Regions from separate parts of the Zea mays genome. Here region 2 is linked to region 1. Evidence: chromatin contacts called from public Hi-C data. All regions are on one chromosome and are shown on one strand. The core of a region is the stretch at or near the end of the contact, and the rest is flanking DNA. Distances in the headings are between cores, read along the strand shown. Region 1 has its middle 100 kb from the start of LOC100274875. Region 2 holds the start of LOC100272247.

Region 1 (7,712 bases), core at 1,940-4,439:
AATGGATTTAGGGGGTGTTTGAATGCACTAGAACTAATAGTTAGTTAGCTAAAAAATATTAGTTGGATTAACTAGCTAACAAATAACTACCTAACTATTAAATAATTTACCAAAAATAGTTAATAGCTGAACTATTAGCTAGGATTTTTGGATGTTTCAACTAATTTTAGCCACTAACTATTAATTTTAGTGCATTCAAACACCACTTTAATTAGGGCCTGTTTGGCATGGCTCTAGCTCCTGATTCTAGGCGAGGATCCGGAGGAGCCGTGCCAAACAAGTGTTTTGTGAACTGATTCTCACGTGGAGTAGGAAGGATTAGGAGTCATTTTTGTATAGAAACGTGGGAGCTGAAAAAACCTGCTCCACCCTCCCTCAAAACAGCTCCTCAACCAACCAAATATGAACCTTTCCTCAATGTTTGCCCAAAATTACCCGCAATTGCCATTAAAGAAACAACGACACCCCATGGTGCACAACCTGCACAGCGCCTGACCCTCCCGCGACCTCCTACCTCCTCTCGTCGTACGACCGGGAGCGTCGGCTAGGGTTTCGCCCAGGTCCGACGCCTGTTCTCCAAAGTCTGCGTTCATCTCCGAGGCCCGCGGCAGCCACCCACCCACCAGCCCTCTTGTGGCATCTCTGTTGTCCAATTCTCATGTGGCCTGCAGTGGCTCCTCAGTCCGGTGAGCGGTGAGTCTGGCGCTAGCATTCACTGTCCATGCCATCTCGATCGTGTGACAAGCTTGGCTTGTCTAGCTCAGTTGCAACGTGCTGTATTGGTTGAGCAGCTTCGAGTACAGAGAATTGAGCGTCACATTTGTATTATTGCTTGTAAAGCACATTTAGTGTATGCAAGACGGAATAGAAAATTCTTCTAAAGATGTCAACTAGACAAGAATCAGTTTACTTGCCAAACGGTTTTAAAAATGATTCTGATTCTCCAAGAGAATCAGAAGGATCAACTCCTTAGAATGATCGAGATCTAGAGCTAAAGAATCAAGAATTGGAGTTGTACTAAACGGGCCCTTAGACTTTACAGACGGGATTGGATTTTTGCTCCACGAGAACCCAATTACCCAACCATTGCCATCCCTCGACATTAGCCTATCCGAACAAAAAACGTGGGAAAATTCCCGCCACTCTCAAATGGTGAAATGGAGCAGTGGCTGGCGCTGTTCCGCCACCTCCTCACCTCCCCCGCCGCCAACGCCGCCGCCTTCTCCTCTTCCCCTTCCTCTGGAGACTGCCCCAGCGCGCCTCCTTCGGCCGCCGCGCTCCTGCGCCTCCTTCTCTCGCCAGCGCCCACGCTCCCGGCCTCCGACCCCACGGCCGCCATCCTCTTCCAGACCCTACCTCCCTTCCTTCAGTCCCAGGCGCTCTCCTTCCTCGTCTCCTCTGCTGGCCTCCTCGATCCGCACCTCCTCCGTACCCTCGCAGCCCGTGTCCTCTCCGCTCCACATGGCCTGTATGGACTATGGGTCCTCCGCGGCGCCCGTCATCTGATCGACGGATTGCCTGAAGAGGAAGGCGTCCCTGGTGTTGCCTCCGAGGAGTTTATCGATGGGTTTCACGATCCGCCAACGTGGCTTCAAGAAGCGGGCGCGCGGGCGCATCCGGTCTTGCCGTGGCTCCCTGTTGATTGCCGGAGCTTGATGGGTAGCGGGTGCGGGACCCGTGCTGGTCGTGGCGGTGAGTATGGTTCGGACGGGATTGGGTTGGAGAACTTGGTGTTGGTGCAAAACGAGGACGTGGAGATGCAGGAGGCTGGACGTGTTCTTCCTCCTCAAGCTCCTCCGCTTGAGGACTCAATCATGCAGAGAGTCGTGGCTCTGCAGAAGGAGATTGTGACAGTGGAATCTGTCTTGGCGGCCCGGCGGGTGGCGAAGGATTTGCAGGACCTTTGCGTTGAGTCCAGGAATGCTGCAGGAGTGCTTAGCTTAGTACAGCCGTGGGAAGCTGACGATGACACTCTGAGGGTCTTGCTTTCCAATTTAGTGCTTGAGGAAGATGGGGTGGATGGAAAAGGACCAGCACTTGTTCTGTGTTCTGTTTTCTTACCACAGTTACTGGAGCTTCAAAGACCAGCTTCATCCGTTCTCCTTTCCACTGCATTGGGTCTCTGCAAGCGCCACCCAGCTGCAGCACTGGAAGCTGTACTCTTTCCACTGGTTCTTAGAAAGGGCGGCCTAAATGTTCCCCAGTGTGATGTGTTAACACGTATTATCAAGGAATGCATGCATCCACTGCAAGTTACTGCTTTCTGCCATAGGCTGCTTTCAGGAAAGGAGCAAGAGAGGAAACCAATCTGTATGCCTCAGCATATGGAGAATATCGGTACTCATTTGGTGTGGACGGAATCTCTGTTTGCACTATTTTACAACATTCTTAGTCAAGATATTTACTTGACACCAAGCACCGTTAATGAGCTAATTTCTGTGATTGATGACCGGGCATCAGAGTTCCCGAGGTCATTGAAATTTGGCAACTTTCTGCTGTGCTTCTTATCAAAGTGTTGGCATGAATGTAAGCATCAGAGGGTTTTACTTGAGAGAGCTGCCAAGAGAACCAACACTTTCCTTACTAAAGCTATATTGGCGAAACTGCGCCCTGCCAGTTGAAATTATATTTCTAAAGCATTTAAATTTGAACAACTTGTGAGTCTCATTTCTACTCAGAAATATGACGATTTAATTTTCTTTGAGGGTATGTTCAATTTTATAGTACTACTATGCATGCATTGATTTAACATCTACTAACTTCAAAACATACAGCTCGTTAGTTCATAAACCATGCAAACTGAAGATTGGTTCATATGCAAAGCAACTAACTTATTTTTGTGTATATGTTAATTCTTAATGTTTATAAGATTCTTAATTAAATAATAGCAATGTCATCAATGTTTTCATATCGTCTCATTAATAGCGATTAATTGACTGATCACAATTGTGCACTCGATCGATAAACAATAGCGACACAATCAGAGTGATTAGAAACCTGATCATCCGATTAATCGTCATTTAATCATGATTAGTCGTTCGATCAGGTCGCGGACGATCAGTTTGCCCGCGTTTGGGAATTTTCAATTTCGGCCCACTTCGTTTTTTGTTAGCATTCATATTGGACCAGTGCAACCCACTTGACCTTTCCTATACGCAGAGCTTAGCCCACACACGAGAGTAGTAGAGCATCACATAGCCTGGAGATTGAAGAACCCTAGACCAGACACTAGAGCAGTAGAGCACAGAGACAGCGGTGCGCCATCGGCGCCCCCTCCTTGGTCCCCAGTGTGCCCACTCCTTGGTCCTACAGTAGCTGACCTCTTCTCCGCAGACCTCGACTCCTTGTTCACCGGTGACTTGCCTATAGTGCTCATGTGTTGGGTGCGCCCCGTCATGGAAGCTGTGGGCTGTGCTCATATCACTCCCCAAGTCCCTAGACCCTAGTCCTCGTTGTGAATTTGTGATCCGAGTCCCTAGTCCCCAGTCATGTCACCTGCAACTTGCTCGATTTAGAACTTAGGATTCAGAAGGCGATTAATCGGGCTGATTGCTCCTCTAGCGATGAGAATCGATTAGCCATTCTGAAAACATTTTAATGACATTTTCATAATTAACATGACATATCACTGTTTGAAGAAACCCACATGTTACATTTTTTTTTGATAAGAAGATTACCCCATTTCTATATTTCCATAACAGAAATATAGTAAAGTTTAGACAAACTGTCCAGGATAACCTGCAGCAAAAGAAACCTACTCCTGCAAACTCACTACAACATAAGTTTATCTATCAATCTGAATGTCACCCCCGGATTTGAGAAATTTGCTATTTTGCCACTCTCAATTTTGGCTGTCTGTTATTATGCCATCCTGTGTCTATGACTGGTGGGACCGTCTGTGTCTATGATTTGTGGGTCCGATGGCATATTGGCGAAGCCCACAAATGATAATGGCAAAATTGCCAATGGCTCCCCCGGATTTAGGAGGCCAAACCCGGGCGAATGTCAAATGTGTGATAGAATCAAGTCTCACACATATGATGAGTCATGGTACAAAAACGGATGTCACATCTTTTACTATATAATATGAGTTCTATACAAAATAACTAAATAATTACATCATACGAAGACAATAATCCAGCAATCTAAGTTGACTGAGAGGCGGCGGTCTAGACCTCTCACAAACTCATCACAACATCCTTCATGCTCCTTATCTTGGGTACCTATTCTTGACCTGAGGGATGTGAGTACAACAAGGGTGAGGTCACATTCGTTGATCGCTCAACAAGTTGTGGGGAACAATGTGGATGAGCTCACTTACAGTGGGGCTCATGTGAAGTGTAAGACTTACCAAAGGAGATAGTTAAAGCTGAGCATTGCTTTTAAAGTTGGTCAAAATTTTATTAGCAGTTACCAAGTATAATTAGATACCAACCCAATTAAATAAGATATCACAATTAATAAAAACACCCACAATACAATGCATACGACAAATTTAGTTTCATAAATTACTAATGTGAGTGTCCGAGCCGCTCATTACCGTGAGCACGACTAATATACCAGTTTTGCACTCTACAGATGTTGTGTATCTTTACCTACAAGGCGTGTTTCCTGATTAGCCAGGGTTAGCTAGATCCTTAGACACTTCCAAGGTGAATGACTAGGGATCCACTGCGAGGCCTTTCCAAAGTTCCACTAGTTTAAGAAAACCTGCTACAGATTCAGGAAGAAGGAAGCATATGAATCCCTCATCTGAAATGCCATCGCAGCAGTTCGACCCGAGAACCCCCTATACTCTGCAGCGACGCCTCCCCGGTCGCCCTTTCGGGTAAAGTAATCTCTCCCTAGCTTTCCTAATTACTTGGCCAAGGGCGTCCTATTCTACCCTTGTGGTAACACTGTTTTTTCGGGTGGTTCTTCATGTTCCAATTAACATGATGATCTTATCATAAACAATAATTAAAACAACAACATAATTGTAACATGATCATAATATAACATTAATTTTCCAAAACCAGGTAGAGCAATAACAACTCTACCCAATAGTTCTTTTATTTGCAAGGTGTGGGATAAACAATGCTAAGAGCCTAAGAAACCTATCGGGTCCCATCAAATTAACCTGAGCATGCCACAGTGATTAATAGGACATTATTGGGTAAAGAAGAGTGATCAAGGGCACAACTTGCCGTAGACTTGAGATTCCCAAGTACTTCTCCAAGCCAGTCTTCAAATTTCTCGTGACCTCACCGCTATTCATGGGCCCGAGAACCATTGAAATCGGAGATATGGTTCAAAAGATATAGTTCTCGGAAGATTTTAGTGATTAAGTAATTAACAACTATATTCTATGTTGATTAATATAAATCATCTGAGAAAAGATATTAAAGAAATAACTAATTCAACTTTAATATAAGTTATCACTTGATTAGAGATCATTTGCCAATCAAATTATATTTATAGTCAGATTACTTTGCTAAAAAGATTATTCTACTATATGTAGTGTAAATAAATATCTATCTATAAAAGTATGTGACATAACAAAATAAGGTTTGTCTCTGTGTAGTAAACCTTATTGTGAATCTAACGCAATTTAAACGGTTTAAATCGGGGTTAAAATGAATAAGCTATGGAGTTTCTAATGTTTTCGATTTATTTTTATATTGAAAAATAGTTTTTTCGATTTTATTTACATAACCTGTAGACTTCAGTATTGCTGTTGCTATTTTCCAAAAGATCAGGGGCTGAAGCATAAAGAAAAGGACCTAAATCTTATGTCCCCATAACAGTACAGGATCGCAGGTTCTTTTCGGTAAATTCCAGGGGCTCTTGTGCTAATTTGCCACAGCAAAGGGTATGGGCCAACCGGGGCCATCCGTTAAATGATCAAGGGCCCAGATTAGATCCTGATCCAAGGTGAACCGGTATCCTTTGACGACCGCAGGATCAGCGATGCACGGTGTGGATTTAAACATCCGAGCCCCGAACCGGTACACGATGAAGTCCTTAGGATCTAAAATCTATGGATCCAATTTCATGAAGCAAGATCTAATTCCACCCATCCGATATTAGATCGACGGTAGGTACTCATCCAAGCGAAAGGGTATGTGTGATATGATCGCAGCCGTCAATCTCGGATCAACGGCTGATGCACCTTCTTCCACCTACATTGTGGCCCGGTGGCACCGTTTTCTGCCCACGGTGGAACCTCGCCGTCGCAAGGTCTTCACCCGCTGCGGCCCGCGATTTACTGCCCCAACTACCGCTACACGATGTCAAGATGAGAACGAATTAAGAGAGTAAGTTCTTACCAGCCAGGTTGTCGAGGTGAGGACGACCCACGGTAAGGCATGCGTTGATGGCTCTGGCGAGAAATCACCGGCGACCCGATGGTTCTCCCCTTCGGAGATGGCCACGTGCAGCATCCCAAAGTCGCGGCGAAGCTTCCAGCCTCGGCCTCGAGAATTCGACGGCGGTGCAGGCATGGACTGACAACGGCAGATCCCATCCTCGTCCTCGGCTCCGCTCGATCCATGGCTATGATGGCGCATGATGGAGAAGGGACGAGGAGGTAGGGGGGGGGCTCGCGGATGAGTATTTGACTATTTGTATAGCCCGAGGACGCAGTACATGCGGAGGTTAGTTAGCGAGATCTCCATTCGAGCTTGGTTGTTGGGATTAGTGCTGGGAATTGGGCCGGGCCGGGCTAGCCCGGCCCATGCCCATCGTGCTTCGTGCCAAACAGGTTCGGGCCAACAAAGCCCAAATGATTTTTGGGCCGTGCCGTGCCAGCCCGAAGTATAAAAACAGTGGCCCAGTCCGGCCCTAAACCACGTCGTGCCTTCTTTGGACTGTGCCGGCCCAAGCCCGGCCCGTGTATTTGACCACATAAAATCAAAATATTACAAACATATAAAGTTCATAACTTACTAAATTAAAGATATTAAACAATTTAGCATTATTTGACCACATAAACTCTAAATATAACAACAATATAAAGTCGATATCTTACTAAATTAAAGAAATTAAATAGATTGGGCTTAATTGGGCCGTGCCGGCCCAAGCCTGGCCCATCTATGCGGGCCGTGCTGGGGCCCGACGGGCCGTAAATTGAGGCCCGGCCCAAGCCCGCCTTCGGGCCGTGCTAGCCCGGCCCGAATTATTTCGTGCCGGGCCGTGCTTTGGGCTCCTATTTTCGGGCCGTGCTCGTGCTGGCCCGAAAAGCTCGGCCCATATTCCCAGCACTAGTTGGGATCATGTTGCTACAATTTGACGAAGGAAGGGGATGCCGCACACCATGGCCCACAAACCAGCGTCTGCTTCTTTCACGTGTGTGCGCGACGATGATCTGGATAGCGGGCCCCAAACGGCGGTGACACGGTTCGTGCGTGTGTGCTTACTAGGGAGAATGGCGGGTGGGGTCGGATGACGGCACGGGTCCGAAGCTGGCTGGATTCATTTTGGGCCGGCGCGGCAGTGGAGTTGGGCCACACGTGTGAAGAGGAGATGGGCCGGTAGCGGAGGAAATCAGCCCAAGCCGATTCTTTTCCCTAGTTTATTCAATATTTGTTTTAATGGCTCATTCAAAAATTTATTATTTATTATGCATTTTCTTCAATATAAAATAGTTTTACCCCTTTTTAGGATATAATTTCATTCTTGGAGAATTGTCTTATCAATTATTTAGTTTTAAGAACATTTGCAATTATTTAAGT
Region 2 (7,712 bases), core at 3,035-5,534, 130 kb after region 1:
TGGAGCCTTTGATCATGAGTTTAAAGCTCACAAACTTTCCTATCACTTCCTTGGGAGACATTAGTTTATATCTTGGATCACCACAAATTAATTGAACTTGAGTAGGGTTAAGAAAATGAGTGATCTAAGAATAACCTTGACCATTTCATGGTCATCCCATTTGGTGCTCCCGAGGTTGCGCACTTGGTTCACCAAGGTTTTGAGCCGGTTGTACATGGCTTGTGGCTCCTCTCCTTGGTGAAGCATGAAGCGACCGAGCTCCCCCTCGATCGTTTCCATCTTGGTGATCTTGGTCACTTCGTCTCCTTCGTGCGCGGTCTTTAATATGTCCCAAATCTCTTTTGCACTTTTCAAACCTTGCACCTTATTATACTCCTCTCGACTTAGAGAGGTGAGGAGTATAGTAGTTGCTTGGGAATTAAAGTGTTGGATTTGGGCGACTTTGTCCGCATCATAATCTTCATCCCCCACGGATGGTACCTGTGCTCCAAATTCAACAATGTCCCATATGCTTGTGTGGAGTGAGGTTAGATGATATTTCATCATTTCACTCCACCTAGAATAATCTTCACCGTTAAAAGCCGGTGGTTTGCCTAATGGAATGGAAAGTAATGGAGTATGTTTGGAAATGCGAGGATAGCGTAAGGGGATCTTACTAAACTTCTTGCGCTCATGGCGCTTAGAAGTAACGGACGGCGCGTCGGAGCCAGAGGTGGATGGCGACGAAGAGTCGGTCTCATAGTAGACCACCTTTTTCATCTTCTTCTTCTTGTCGCCACTCCGGTGCGACTTAACGCGGGGAGGTGATTCCTCCCTCTTCTTGTTGCCGGACTCTCCCGATGGAGCCTTCCCGTGGCTTGTGGCGGGCTTCTCGCCGGTCACCATCTCCTTCTTGGCGTGAGCTCCTGACATAACTTCGAGCGGTTAGGCTGTAATGAAGTACCGGGCTCCGATAACAATTGCAAGTTGCCTAGAGGGGGTGAATAGGCAGAATCTGAAATTTACAAACTTAAGCACACACTACAAGCCAGGGTTAGCGTTAGAATTAAATTCGAGTCCGAAAGAGAGAAAAACAAATCAACAAAGAAATAAAGCGGATGAACACGGTGATTTGTTTTACCGAGGTTCAGTTCTTGCAAACCTACTCCCCGTTGAGGTGGTCACAAAGACCGGGTCTCTTTCAACCATTTCCCTCTCTCAAACGATCACTTAGACCGAGTGAGCCTTTCTCTTCAATCAAATGGGGCACTTAATCCACTACAAGGACCACCACAACTTGGTGTCTTTTGCTTTGATTACAAGTGAGTTGGAAACAAGAATAGAGGAAGAAGAAAAGCGATCCAAGCGCAAGAGCTTAAAAGAACACAAAAGTCTCTCTCTCTAGTCACTAATTTGTTTGGAGTGATTCCGGACTTAGGAGAGGATTTGATCTCTTTGTTTGTGTCTTGGAATGAAGTCTAGAGCTCTTGTATGAGGTTTGATGGCTGAAAACTTGGATGCATTGAAGTGTGGTGGTTGGGGGTATTTATAGCCCCAACCACCAAAATGGGCGTTGGTGAAGGCTGCTGTCGTATGGCGCACCGGACAGTCCGGTGCGCCACCGGACACTGTTCGGTGCGCCAGCCACGTCACCAAGCCGTTGGGTTCCGACCGTTGGAGCTCTGACATGTGGGACCACCAGACAGTCCGGTGGTGCACTGGGCAGTCACTGTTCACTGTCTGGTGCACCTTCTGACGGCTGCTCTGACTTCTGCGCGCGCAGGCGCGCACTGTAGCGTTTTACTGTTCCTTTGCAGACGACCGTTGGCGATGTTTAGCCGTTACTCCACTGGCACACCGGACAGTCCGGTGCTACATCGGACAGTCCGGTGAATTATAGCGGAGTGGCTCCTAGAATTCCTGAAGCTAGCGAGTTGGAGAGAATCCACCCTGGTGCACCGGACACTGTTCGGTGGTGCACCGGACAGTCCGGTGCGCTAGACCAGGGCAACCTTCGGTTGCTTTGCTCCTTTCTTTTTGAACCCTTTCTTTTAACTTTGTATTGGTTTATTGTGAACCTTTGGCACCTATAGAACTTATAATCTAGAGCAAACTAGTTAGTCCAAATATTTGTGTTGAACAATTCAACCACCAAAATCATTTAGGAAAAGGTGTGAGCCTATTTCCCTTTCACCGGGTCTCTTTCAACTCTTTCCCTCTCTCAAACGGTCACTTAGACCGAGTGAGCCTTTCTCTTCAATCAAATGGGACACTTAGTCCACTACAAGGACCACCACAACTTGGTGTCTCTTGCTTTGATTACTAGTGAGTTGGAAACAAGAATAGAGGAATAAGAAAAGCAATCCAAGCGCAAGAGCTCAAAAGAACACAAAAATCTCTCTCTCTAATCACTAATTTATTTGGAGTGATTCCGGACTTTGGGAGAGGATTTGATCTCTTTGTTTGTGTCTTGGAATGAAGTCTAGAGCTCTTGTATGAGGTTTGATGGCTGAAAAACTTGGATGCATTGAAGTGTGGTGGTTGGGGGTATTTATAGCCCCAACCACCAAAATGCCCGTTGGTGAAGGTTGCTGTCGTATGGCGCACCGGACAGTTCGGTGCGCCGCCGGACACTGTCCGGTGCGCCAGCCACGTCACCCAACCGTTAGGGTTCGACCGTTGGAGCTTCTGACATGTGGGCCACCGGACAGTCGGTGGTGCACCGGACAGGTCCTGTTCACTGTCCGGTGCGCCATCTGCGCCTGCTCTGACTTCTGCGCGCGCAGTCCGCGCACTATTCACTGTTCCTGTAGCGTTGCAGGCGACCGTTGGCACAGGTAGCCGTTGCTCCGCTTGGCACACCGGACAGTCCGGTGCTACACCGGACAGTCCGGTGAATTATAGCGGAGTGGCTCCCAGAATTCCCGAAGGTGGCAAGTTTGGAGTTGATCCACCCTAGTGCACCGGACATTCCGGTGCGCCAGACCAGGGCCGCCTTCGGTTGTCTTTGCTCCTTTTTGTTTGAACCCTTTCTTGGACTTTTTATTGGTTTGTGTTGAACCTTTGGCACCTGTAGAACTTATAATCTAGAGCAAACTAGTTAGTCCAATTATTTATGTTGGGCGATTCAACCACCAAAATCATTTAGAAAAAGGTGTAAGCCTATTTCCCTTTCAGACCGTCTAGCTTATGTAGCCACTAGGCTGCCATCGGGTCGGCCCACATTCTGTGTCGGACCAACCACAATACGAGGGCCACATATGATGCCCAAAACCGACACGCTCAACAGGCCGTGCGACCCAACCACGAAGGACATCAAACAGGGCCGTGCTTGGACCGAGCCAAAAATGTGCCGGGTTGCGGGCTAAACAGGCGGCCCGTAATGTCTGGACATATATACTTAGATTATAGCCACCAGATTCTTTAAATAGCGAGCTTACTAGAAAAGCTCCACAAAAATTAAGCTGCTGCAAATGGAAAGAGAAAATGTTCAGTGCAAAATCTATATTCGGTGGAATCTCGAGAACTCTTTAGAAAACATACTTAGAAATCTTCACAAAAAAGTTGAAACTATACCCATTCATAATGCATCTATGCATATACATTGTCACAAAATTTAAGATTCAAAATCAATCTAGAAAAAATCATATGAAAATAACACAGTTTAGGTGCATATGTATTAGAAGGTAAATTCTTATAAATTTTGTCCTATAGTGTGTATACGCATCTTAACTTCTGTTATTTTTAAGGAAAAATTCTCAAAATGAATTTAAATCTTAAATTTTCTGATAATATGCATATGTAGATATATTATGGACCTGCATAGTCTCATGAAAAAAAGGGTTAGTTTGGAAACTCAAATTCTCTTCGGATTCAAAGCGAAAAAATAACTGGTAGTTAATTTTTTCCTCAATTCCCACCAATATAAGGGGATTGAGTTTTCAAAGTCGTAGCCCTAAGAATCTGCTCGGTTATGAGTGGATTGAATGAGATTTTATCCGTTCCTAGGTAGAATTGAATAGAAGAGAATTTTATCTCCCTCAAACATTTCTCGTTTATCAAGAAATACACGGGAATCGTTCTATCTGATCAAATCTTATATAAATTAGACAATTAATTTAGCTAGACAATAAATCTGTAAAAAACATATAGACTCTCAATCCCATACAATCGAATAAGGCTTTTTTTTTACGCTTCAGGAGAGTTCGAACCTAGTACTTCCCAAACAGAAATGTGTCGGTCCGCGTCATACTATAGTATCGGGATAAAGAAATACTAGCGGTCGAAAAAATAGCGAGCGTTGTAGCGCCGACGTGGCCCGCTTTCCATTCACAGGCATATAGCATAGCCCCACCAACCGGAAGCCGATAGATGCCCGACCAATCTAATAGCGCCGCAACGCGAAGCGCGAAGCCGCGAAGCCTCGCCTGTCTGGTCAGTTCCTTCGCGCACCGGCACCGCGGCGGCAGTTCAGCATGGTGGCAGCATCCGTAGCCGAGCGGGCCTATGAGGCGGCGACGCGGTCCGCGCTGGTGGCGCTGGAGCGCAACCTCATCCCGGACGCGGTGACCCGGCGCCTGACGCGGCTCCTGCTAGCGCAGCGCCTCCGCCAGGGCTACCTCCCCTCCGCGCCGCTCCAGCTGCAGCAGCTCCTCCAGTTCGTCCACTGTAAGCTCCGACTACAGCGCCTCCAGTTTATCTGTCGGTTGTAAATAGAGCTGTAAGTTAGGCTAGCATGAGACAAAATAATTTCGGCTTAAGTAAAACCATATCTAAATTTGAGTGGGGGCTTGTGCCCCCACTGGCCATAACGTCGGTCCTTCCGTACATCTAGTCATGTCGTACCGTACCATTTATCGTGCTTAAGTTTAAAGAACGACGGCCGTCGGGCCGTGCCATATGGATCGGGATCCCTGCAGTACTGCATGGGCCACTGCCGCGTGGGCTCCGCGTGCGACAGGGCCCACGCGCAGTGACCCAACTGCACGGTGCAGTACGTCAGAGGATCCGTGTCCGTGCCATATCCTAGTCGTTTTTTTTTGTCAGACCATACTTCGGTTTTCTATTTTTTGGTGTGTCTAGGTAGCACCAAATGGCTTAGCCTAAACTTTGACATCTTGTTGTAAGGTAGCACCAAATGGCTTAGCCTAAACTTTGACATCTTGTTGTAAGTACCGACTACCAGTGCAGTACAGTACAGTGGGAAATATTCAACGAATATATGGGATGTCCTACACACACAAAAATAACTTTGTTTAGATAAATAAATAAATGCAAATATTTGTGATATAAGATAAACACCACCAAGTCAATTGTTTTCATAGTAAACCTATTTTGATGATAAGATGTTAATACTATTTCCTGTAAGTATATATTGTTAGCAACATAGGCTTAGGCTCTCTTTGGGACAGTTTCTCGGAAGCGTTTCCATAAAAGCTAGACTAAGGGAATAAATGAGTTGTATACTTGTATGACAGTACTCTATCTGCTTTTCAGTTAAATGAGTGTCATGAGGAATGAGGATATATAAGCACGCCAGAATAAGCTGCAGAAAAGTTTGCCGTTGGGTTGTTAACCAGTTTATAAGTTGTACAACAACATGCCGTTGGGTTGTTAACCAGTTTATAAGTTCTACAAAAACATACCCATAGTATCATAACCCCTTCATTATAATTCTCTGAGTCTCCAACGATAACTAACAGATGCCATATATCTGTTTCGTTATCTAATGTTTCAGTAAAGACTAACCTAACCACCAGAGCGATATGTAATTGCTTACTGGTTTTGTGATGCTATGGATCTCCTAAGAATCGAATATCTCATTACTGCGCCGTGTGTTTTCGTGATGCAGCTCTTGAAGAGATGCCCATTGCCATTGAAACAGACAAAGCTAAAGCCCAACACTATGAGTTGCCAACTACATTTTTCAAGCTAGTGCTGGGAAAGAATCTCAAATACAGGTTTGTGCGCACTCCTTAGTTTTAGCAAAAGACATGTTCTCTTCGGCTCTGATGATACTAGGAACAGGTCTGTTTATATGAGTGGCTGAAGGTGCAGTGTGTAGTCCCACTCCTTGGTTTTAACAAGAGACATTCTCTTTGGTTAATCCACAAATACATTGAATCTTCCAGTTCCTGCTATTTCCCTGGTGATTCAAGCACCCTAGAAGATGCTGAGGTTGCGATGATGGATCTGTATTGTGAGAGGTCGAAACTACAAGATGGCCAAAGTATCCTAGATGTTGGATGTGGATGGGGATCCCTTTCACTGTACATTGCAAAGAAATATAGGAACTGCAGTGTAACAGGGATATGCAACTCTACTACACAGAAGGCTTTTATAGAAGAGCAATGTAGGTAAGTTTAATGGTTTCAGTGCTTCGGTTGTATGTCGAGTCGACTATTTTAATATCTAGTGCCAACATATGTTCTATGTAACCCTTCTAAGTGACTATTGCAGCCTATTCGTGTCACTGCAATCTGTTTCTTGGTCAGCATGTTGTTATATTGCTGTTAATTTTGCAGCTATTGCGAACTTGCAAATAATGAAGTGCAAATACTATTGACAGAAATACTATTGCAAACTTGCAGCTGTTTAAGGATATAAGACCTATTTCTATTATTTCAACCATACTATTGACAGAAATTATCTTTCATATGCATGTACATTTGCTAGATACGCAGACAGATCTTCTACCGCCATATGGTCTATTTTGATTTCCCTTCTGGTAATGCTTTGTTATGCCACATTGTCACTTCAATTCTGTTTCAGGGATAACGAGCTGTCAAATATTGAGATAATCGTAGCCGACATCAGCAAGTTTGAGATGGAGCGCTCTTTTGACAGGATCGTATCTATAGAGATGTTTGAGGTATGGTTCAGTTCGGTGCCTTGCCGTGCTTTGGATGTTCATCAAGGCAAATGATCGTCTGTCATGGCCCTCTATGTAGCACATGAAAAACTACAAGTCGCTTCTTAAGAAGATATCCAGGTGGATGAAAGAGGATGGCCTACTATTCGTTCACCTCTTCTGCCACAAAGCATTTCCATATCACTTTGAGGTAGCAGATTAATGATCCTCAGTTCCACTGTTCATTTGGTGCATTCCACCACCCATTTAACTGCAGCTTGTACCGGTATTTGTATTTGGCTGGTGCACAAAGTCATAGCTAATCTGTGTCAGATGATGCACGCAGCATACTTTTGATTTTAATAGCTAAGGCATTCCATGTGGCCTTAAAGTTCTCCTGTCCTCAAAGAACTTAAGCTCTCAGTATCCGATCCATTCTGAAAGTGATAGTTCTTTGATGTAAACAGTGAAAGTCATAATTACTAATCTTCACCGTTTTAGCACACGGGTAGTATTTAGGTTTCGCTTATTTAAAATTAAAACGAGTTAATCTTTTTATTAAAATATTATTAGTTATGTTAATCTTCATCACCTCACAATTTGACAGGATAAAAACGATGATGACTGGATCACGAGGTATTTCTTCACTGGAGGAACAATGCCATCTGCAAACCTACTTCTATACTTTCAGGTAGTGTATAACCAGTCATTCTTTCTTTCCTTTTTTTTGAGAACTGCCCTTATGCATTAAATATGAATATTGGTTGACGGGCTATACTCTTGTTAATGTTTATATTTACTAACTCTGGTAACGTGCGAGTGTTGACATTTTACTGACTATATTACTGCAGGAGGATGTATCTGTGGTAGATCATTGGCTTGT

Evidence for each region. Hi-C and Micro-C count contacts between places; a contact is called where the count stands out from the background.
Region 2: a contact with region 1 is called in a Hi-C map of leaf, with 3 times the contacts expected there. The contact joins the promoter of LOC100272247 here to the enhancer-like site in region 1. A contact is called at or near these places in 4 of 25 Hi-C or Micro-C datasets (ear, leaf and tassel).

What each region holds. Positions count from the first base shown.
Region 1 is chr9:86,026,617-86,034,328 of Zm-B73-REFERENCE-NAM-5.0, forward strand. No RefSeq gene overlaps it. Among protein-coding and RNA genes, the nearest start is that of LOC100274875, 100 kb to the right of the region's middle. Within about 2 kb of position 3,190, at least 13 of the 20 cell types and tissues checked have an H3K27ac peak or open chromatin away from gene starts, as enhancers often do. A contact at or near this core is called in ear, leaf and tassel, where this site is marked.
Region 2 is chr9:86,152,300-86,160,011 of Zm-B73-REFERENCE-NAM-5.0, forward strand. LOC100272247 reads left to right here and starts at 4,285. Exons shown (of 8, transcript NM_001359589.1): 1 at 4,285-4,647; 2 at 5,831-5,939; 3 at 6,111-6,335; 4 at 6,751-6,850; 5 at 6,930-7,040; 6 at 7,437-7,520; 7 at 7,681-7,712. The coding sequence starts at 4,455.